Linked DNA regions of Anser cygnoides: region 2 is linked to region 1. The links are chromatin contacts, called in public Hi-C maps. All regions are on one chromosome and are shown on one strand. The core of a region is the stretch at or near the end of the contact, and the rest is flanking DNA. Distances in the headings are between cores, read along the strand shown. Region 1 overlaps MTUS1 (microtubule associated scaffold protein 1). Region 2 overlaps MTUS1 (microtubule associated scaffold protein 1).

Evidence for each region. A called contact is a pair of places that touch in the nucleus more often than the background predicts.
Region 2: a Hi-C map of liver shows a contact between it and region 1, with 3 times the contacts expected there. The contact joins two enhancer-like sites. A contact is called at or near these places in 2 of 7 Hi-C or Micro-C datasets (both in liver).

What each region holds. Positions count from the first base shown.
Region 1 is chr4:61,827,842-61,831,652 of Taihu_goose_T2T_genome, reverse strand. The region is part of intron 1 of MTUS1 (microtubule associated scaffold protein 1); the gene reads right to left. Among named protein-coding and RNA genes, the nearest start is that of MTUS1, 8.3 kb to the right of the region's middle. Within about 2 kb of position 2,117, at least 3 of the 3 cell types and tissues checked have open chromatin away from gene starts, as enhancers often do. A contact at or near this core is called in liver, where this site is marked.
Region 2 is chr4:61,930,132-61,933,942 of Taihu_goose_T2T_genome, reverse strand. It overlaps MTUS1 (microtubule associated scaffold protein 1), which reads right to left. Exons shown (of 16, transcript XM_066996779.1): 14 at 1,647-1,763; 15 at 541-638. Among named protein-coding and RNA genes, the nearest start is that of PDGFRL, 29 kb to the left of the region's middle. Within about 2 kb of position 2,117, at least 2 of the 3 cell types and tissues checked have open chromatin away from gene starts, as enhancers often do. A contact at or near this core is called in liver, where this site is marked.

The DNA.
Region 1 (3,811 bases), core at 868-3,367:
AACACAGAAATCAGAATGAACTAGAGCAATAAACCACTGAGTAGGATATCCAGTTGGAAAAAGACCCCCTGAACACCACAGGCACTCTCCATCCAGTTTTCCAGGGTGGTAAATCCTGCAGTTGCTCAGCTGGCACACATGACAGAGCAGGATACTAGGATAAGTGTAACCCTGCAACAACCATGTGCTACCACCAACCCCAAAATAGCCAGTTGAAGCTTGCATGTCCAGGCCGTTCCTCCCTCACTGTAGCGAGCTGGCCATCACCTAACCACTACCTGACCCTACTGGGTCACTGCTCAAAGATGTCATTACCACTTGGTCATGACACTAAGGGTCTCCTTGAAAAGATAGGGCATTCCGATGGAGCTGCTCTTTGAGGTATGTACCTTCTTAGCCTTGAGCTGTGTGCAGATGTTTCTCCTTTATCAGCCTCCCTTCACTAATGAGAACGTCCCTCATGAGGATTAACGCGCTTTCACTCTACTTAGCTATAGTTCAAACACCAGGCGGAAGAGTCTTCACCGACCACCATGTTCCCCCAAGTTTTCTAGCTGAGGTATTCAGTATCTTATTTCTTGGCCAAAACACAGATTATCACTTTATTATGTACTTGTAAAGCATTCAAAAGTAAACTCTGACTTCTTTCTCTAGCCTGATTGGGCCTTCTCCTCTGAACCACCATCAAATGACGTGTAGGAAGAAGCTGGTCAATCAGAAGCACATCTGTCTTCCCCTCATGGAATAGCAAGTGAAACAGCTATTTATGTAGATTTTTATTTCATTTATAATGAAATTCTCAAATACATTCAGTCATCATAAAATTGCCTCTAACTATTGACATGGACCCCCCAAAAAGGTACTTTACACTAGTTTTAGAGTTCATGTCTTCATGTTGCTCACATGAGGACGCTTTTTGGCACTGCGCATATTTCACATCCACTTACCTAGACACCACCCCTTTAGGCCACGTAAGTCACAATATAACAACATGATGTGTTACTTCTGTGCTCGCCATTTGCAGTACTTTTCTTTTCTTTAGGATATGCAAACATGAGGTCAAGCACTTACCTGTAATGGTGGCCCAGAGTACTTCATTTCTGTACTCGAAACACAAATACCTCACAACTTAATCAGGGTAGAACAAAATACTAGCTGTCTAGGAACCTTACATATTTGTTTTATAAGCCTGAAGATAAGGGATTTATGATGATTTTAGAGTTCTTAAAGTGTCAGGTTTCGCATCTCTGCATGTTGAAAAATTCACGTACTTGTTTAACCTGCACGTGAGAACTGTAAAGCAAAGCAAGATGAGGACAGAGAGCTGTCTCTGCCCCGCCAGCCTTATCTCAGCATGCCTTGTACGCTGCATCATTCCCTCAAGTACAGAGAGCATCCCATCACCAACACAGCGTGGCTGCGACCAGGCCGCTAATAGAAAATACTCGGGATGCTTGGCAGAAAACTGGGGTTTGCATCATTTGGCACAACAGCCAGGAAAAGCTCCCGGGAGGGGGATGCTTTTAGCAGAGTTCTCAGTAAACCTGAGGTCAGAATCAAAGCAGATTAGAGATGCAGTCCCGGGGTCAAAGCCCCCGCTTCTCTTCCAGGGATAGGCAACGCAGTCCTCTGGGCTAAGGTAAAGAGCATTAGAAACGTGAAGAACTTCAGTGCAACTACTTTCGGCTTGTCCCTTCAGCTTTTTCCATTTCAAGCCTTAAGTACCGAGATTCCCAAATTAAGTTTGAGCTCTATGCTTATCAAACCCTTGCTTCGCCCTAGCATTCCAGTCCAAACAAGGTAATTTTATATTTCGTTCTCTTTAACACATCACCCAGTTTTCAAAGAGTTTTACATTACTACGTACAGATTGGTATCTTTCAGGATTATTCTTGCTAGAGTCCACACTAGCTTATTTATCCTGGATTTAGATTTACGGTCCATTGCTTTTATTTAACCTAAAGAGTTAGGTAAAAAGTTCCGATACCATCTGCAAAAATTCCCTTCCCCTCAACTCAATAGGAAAAATCGAGTCAATTGTCCCCTTTTAGGATACCCTTGTCCAGGATTAGCCTTAAATTATAGTCTTTGAAGTTACCAGATCACTGCACTATTGAGCAATTCATATTTTTTTTGGCCACGCTGGGAACGGTTTGAGTCTCAGGGTTAAGCACACGCTGTTCTACTTAAATGGCAACATGCCAAATCCGTTTAAATATTTAAACATTAACCTCACAGTTACTAGTTTGTTTAAAAAACAGGCAGCCATTATTCCAGAGAGATTAAATTCATTCTCCAGCCAGCATCCCGAGTGCAAAGGCCATTTTGCCACTCTCTGAAAATGATTTCTGGAAGAGCTGAAGAGTATGGAAAAGTTATTGGAGTATTTGTAACAGCTTCACTGACAGACTTCAGACTTCTTTTCCTTTGAAGTGTAGATACACATTATGTGACATTTTCCCCTCTGGCTCTCTCTGTTATTCTCCTGCATTTAAAAAACCTACTGTTTGGCATTAGGAAAGTCGAGAAGTTTTGAAGAATTCCACAGGCATCTTTTCTTTTGCTTATCCTACACCAAAAACCAGATAGCAGACAGAAGTAACCAGCGCTCTGCACGGCCAGATGTCAAATGAGGCAGATATTTTAAATCTCCCCATAATGAAAAAAATAAAAGAGTGCAAGGACTCAAACACCCGCTTCCAAAAATAAGATAAAATAATAAAAACAAAACAAAAAAAATGCAAGACAACCCACCACAACACTGAACTCATATCTAAGTTTAAGAAACAACTACCAAACAGCTAACACCTGAATAAACAAGGACAGTGTTGTTATTTACCCTCTGTAATAAGTTGTATGATTACCCAGTTATTCAGTGTTATTCTGAAGCAAAAAAAAAAAAAAAAAAAAAAAGAGGTTTTGACCTTTAAAATTTCTCTGAAATGCACAGCTAGATAAGAATTGGGATAAACACAAATATTGCTTTTCTTTAAATGATTTTTAGGGTTAGGTGGAAAGATCAGCAAAAGACAAGCAGGGAAGAAGCCAGCAGGCTTCTTTTGGAAGTGCTTTGCAAACCCCCTTCTGCTATCTGGAGACCGTGGTCTGGAGACCATTAGTCCTGGAGAGAGAAACCTGCTGTTCTACGGTGTCTTTCATTTGAGAAGCATAAAACTAGTTTTACACAAGGCTACTGGCTGGCAAAATGAAACAGCTGTCAAGAGCATATTGCAACTTATATACATATTTTTTCTTAGAAGCCTTATTCCCTGCAACTTTTTTCGCAGGACCCAAGTTGTAGGCTGCCCCTCTGCAGGAAGCTGGCGTTCGCCGTGCTGTTTATAAATAAGCAGGCGGTTCCTAATAGTAGCTTCACTCTGACATAAATGCGATATAAACAAGCTCTAAATATAACTTCTGTGGGTACTATGGAATGACCTCTACAGCACCAGCCTTCTTTTATCAATGATACGCATCCCATTACAGATTAGAGGACAAGAAGAGTGATCCCAGAGCCCACCACAGCTTCCACATTGTCTTGAGTAAGACAGCTGAACCACTGAGAATACGTGAAGGGCTGCAACACCGGAAAACAAAGGCTTCCCACTTACTTGGCACTGAAAATAACCCATTAAGGGAGGGGGGGGAACAAAAGGAAACAAAAAACCACCCCAGGCTTACTGTATTTAGAAGACCGCTTACCTAGAGCGTACCCCACATAAGAATAAACGCTGGAGCCGTGCCCACGTGCCAAGGCACGCAGCTGAAATGCCAAGCGTCCTGCCAGAGGGGCTGCTCTAGCTGCTGCCGT
Region 2 (3,811 bases), core at 868-3,367, 100 kb before region 1:
TTCAGGCTCAAATCTACAAAGAAGCTGAATTTCTGTAGTTTCCTTCAAACTAAAAGGGTTTTCCCATCCATTAAAGTAGCAGTTGAAGTTAGGAGAAGCTCAGACACATTTTATCCAAGTTAAATGTTGCTGTCATTGCTAACTAAAATGCACTGGTCTTTCCACTGATCAGAATCAGGCACAAGTCACTCAACTGAAATAGTTACAAGTAAAGTCAGGTTTAGCTTACAAGCCAGTAGTACTTCAAGAACCTGTAACAATCTATTGTAAGATGACATTTCTGAGTTGCTTTTTCTCCCTGAAACATTGCTTTGGAGAACTGAAGGGTGAGCCTTTACTTCCTTACAGTCTGTTTCTGCTTGGTTTTCTACATAAGAAAGCTCATCTGTAAAGATAGAAGCGGGGAGGGGAGGAGTGTGTTCTTCTACAGACAACTACAAAAAAATGGTCACTAATATTTGTACAGATTTCTCTTTCTTTTCATAGGAACGCCTTCCCCAGGTTAATAAGAACATCTAAAACTCCTGAGATCTTTTTCACCTTGAAAGCTCCATGTGTTTGTCCATCCGAGCTTTTAATTCTTCATTTTCTTGCTGAACCTTCTTTAATTTATCCATTAGGATGGTGTTGTTTTCCACCTTAGAACAAAAGGTCACAGTTTAAACTAAAACCCGTACGCATATATTCAAGTTACCAATTTAACTATCACACAGCAGACATTCCTAGTCTGAAGGTTGCAGACTTTGTTGCGAGAAGCCCAAAAGCAGACAGAGTGACCGCAGAGCAATGCGACACTGACCGGCTATCGCCACTGAGTATTCTGTAGGAGCCAGGTAGGCCTACTTACCTTACTCTTGCGTAACGCTGGCATTTTGCCACTTGTGCTGATTAGATGCCAATAAAGAGGAACTGGCTAAGGTATATGCTGCTCGACGAGCAGATTCTAGTAACTTCCATGAGTTAGAGGCAGCAGTTTTATAAGCTGTTGCAGACTGAAGGCTGTCTAGAAATAACGTGCTAGAGTGACGAATCAAAGAGCTCCTCTACATAAACAACTCTCCCTGTTATTTCTGATTTCACTTCATTGCTGCAGGATGTTACCAAAAGTTAAGGAAAAGAACCATTTAATAGCTGGTTTATGTTCCAAGGGCTTCTCTGCTGTGGCAAACTTCTGTCAGAAGAGATGAAGGTTTACAAGTAATTTTCTGGTAATTGGAGACCAGTGGTACTAGGCAGCACACAATGCTGTGCACCACTGAAAAACTGGCATGAACATATTCCCTGGTACCCAAACCTCTTTCTATACTTCCTCATTAACATCTTGCCTAAGTAAATATTACAATAGTGTTCAAAGGCTCCGCCCAGGATAAGGACCCTGTCCTGCCACAAATTAGAGTTTATACAACCCAGTAGTTGTCTTAAGAGGTGGAAGGGCTACTTGGAGCATCTGGTAATTCCTTCCCCCTCTTTACAGCCCGATACAGATGGAATTGTACCTGCAGTGTGTCTCACATTATTATCGCATGTTTCCTTTTAAACAAACACAAAAATTGATCTTTGCGTGCAAGCCTGACCAGCCTGAAATCATTACCAGAATGTAACTCAGAGGCACGGTCCAAAACTGGCAGACCCCAAGGGAAACTCACCAGTTTTTCCATCTTCATTAGCTTTATATCCTGCTGATGGAGTTTCTCATTCTTGATCTCCAGCACTGCTTTCAAACTTTCCAGCTCCTGTTCCAGATACATAATCTGCGGGTTTTTCTGAAAGATTTCCACAAAGTTTCCTTATTACCCTGAATTTCATGAACAATCTATTTCTCTATTTAGACAGAGCAAGAAAATAAAAATTGTAATGACAGCTGTAATTTCTTTTTTTAAGTGAAATCAAGTCGGACAGGTTTGAACGAGAAAAAGATCCAGTACTGCTTTTTAATCTGATTTGGTTTGTCCTTCATTTTACAGTGGCAGTTACAGTTTTTCTTAGCAGGTGTTCAGAAAATACGTTTTGTACACATGTGAAAAATCCTTGTGAGTCAAGGGAAACCACTAAAGCTGTCACAGCCAAACTTGTTTTGCAGGAGTGCCGAAAGGCTCCCTCTAAGGCTAGGAGTTCCAAAATTTATTTCGTATTACTCACAACCCATCCCAAGAGGTAATTAGCATAAACATTCGAAGAGTTTTCAGGTGCTGAAGTAGTTCAAAAAGCACACACAGTTTATACAGCTATGAACTTGGCTGTAGCTGGCTTTCACTGTTCTGTACGTGAAAGTAGCTAGCTCATAAGAAGAAATTAAACATTTTTTCTTTTACATTATTACTGCTACATTACTGCATATTACGCTGCTTTACAGCTATGACTTATCTACAATATAGCAAGCCAGCACTTGGATTTTTTTTTTTGGGGGGGGGGGGGGGGGGGGGGTTGGGGTGGGGGCAGAGCAGGGTCTGTTTTCTTCATGGATGTCCTTTCCAAAGTAAGGAGCCATTCCAACACTGCAGAGTAAAACATTCTTAATGTTTCAAAGGCAAAGTCACAAGCAAAAATACAGAAACAGAACAAGGCTCAGTCCCTTTCCAGGTACTATGAGTAGAAAACAAACAGAGGTTAATCAGTGATTAAGTGTATTGTATAACTAAGTTTATCTTTAAAGCAAACAAAAGTTCTTTTAGCACATTTTGGTAAAAGACTGATGTACCACGTTGAGTAACAGCTTCGTTGCCACATCAAAAAACCTAAGACCCGGAGGGAGATGCTTGCAGTTCTGTGGGACGCAGTCCACAGAGCAGGGGCTGTAAGGTACAGAGCCAGCACATTTCACAGGTAACACAAAGGCCCAGTTGTCTGTGTCTTCCATTCTGCTGCCTGTTTTTAAGGACTGTGGCATTTGTGATTCTTGTTCAATTTCTACTTTTGAACATAGGTCGGTGTGAGGGTACGCAGTACTGTCTCAGAGAGAGGCAGACAATTTCAACTTAATTCCTCTCTTTTATGGCTTTAAATGGAACCTACAAGCTACGGAGAAAAACTAACCTGAAAATTTTAAGTGCATTTTGCTGTCTGTTCATTTTATTTTTCCTTTCTGCCTTAAAACATCCTTACAGTTACATCTCAGCCACCACATCAGCTACTCATAGTACAACAAAAAGCCAGATAACAAGACTAAAGGCCCCAAGAAGATTCTAGCAAAAAAGATAGGAATATCAAGTTGATGCTATTTAAATAATATTGGAAATACCTCTATCTTCAAAGGGCTAATGGGATTTCTGGCAGTGCAGCATGTGTGCTTACTACAGAGCAAGACACTGTGTCAAATCCTTATCTCTCTGCACAGAAGCCTCAAGCTTCTGAAGCGCCTTACACTGCCAGGATGCAATGCGTATTTGCAGCTGTGTAAAGGCACTTGACTATTGCTCTAAACTGAAAGAATATCTGAGCATAGCTGTGGGATACAGTTCAAACTGCTAAGTGCAGTGTGCAACGTAACATGTTCTGTTTGCTATCACCTCTCCCACTCACAGCAACACTGATTGCAGATTCTTCTGGCTGCAGCTCTACCCTGCCACTAGGGTAAGTAGCAAGAGAGGAAAAAAATAAATTTCAGTGAAAATTAGAGCAGCTTCTCCTAGGTAAGTCTGCACTTTTTACACACAAAGCAGATGTCTTTTTCTGGCTTGTTCCTCTCCCAAAGCTCTGTGAATGCCCAACAGATCGTTTTTCATCTGAAGGGCTCCCTGTAGCTGGACAGAGGTCACGTTACTGGGGTTCTGCTCTGCTCTCCTCTGACCGATCAGCTCCTCCCCTCCATCCC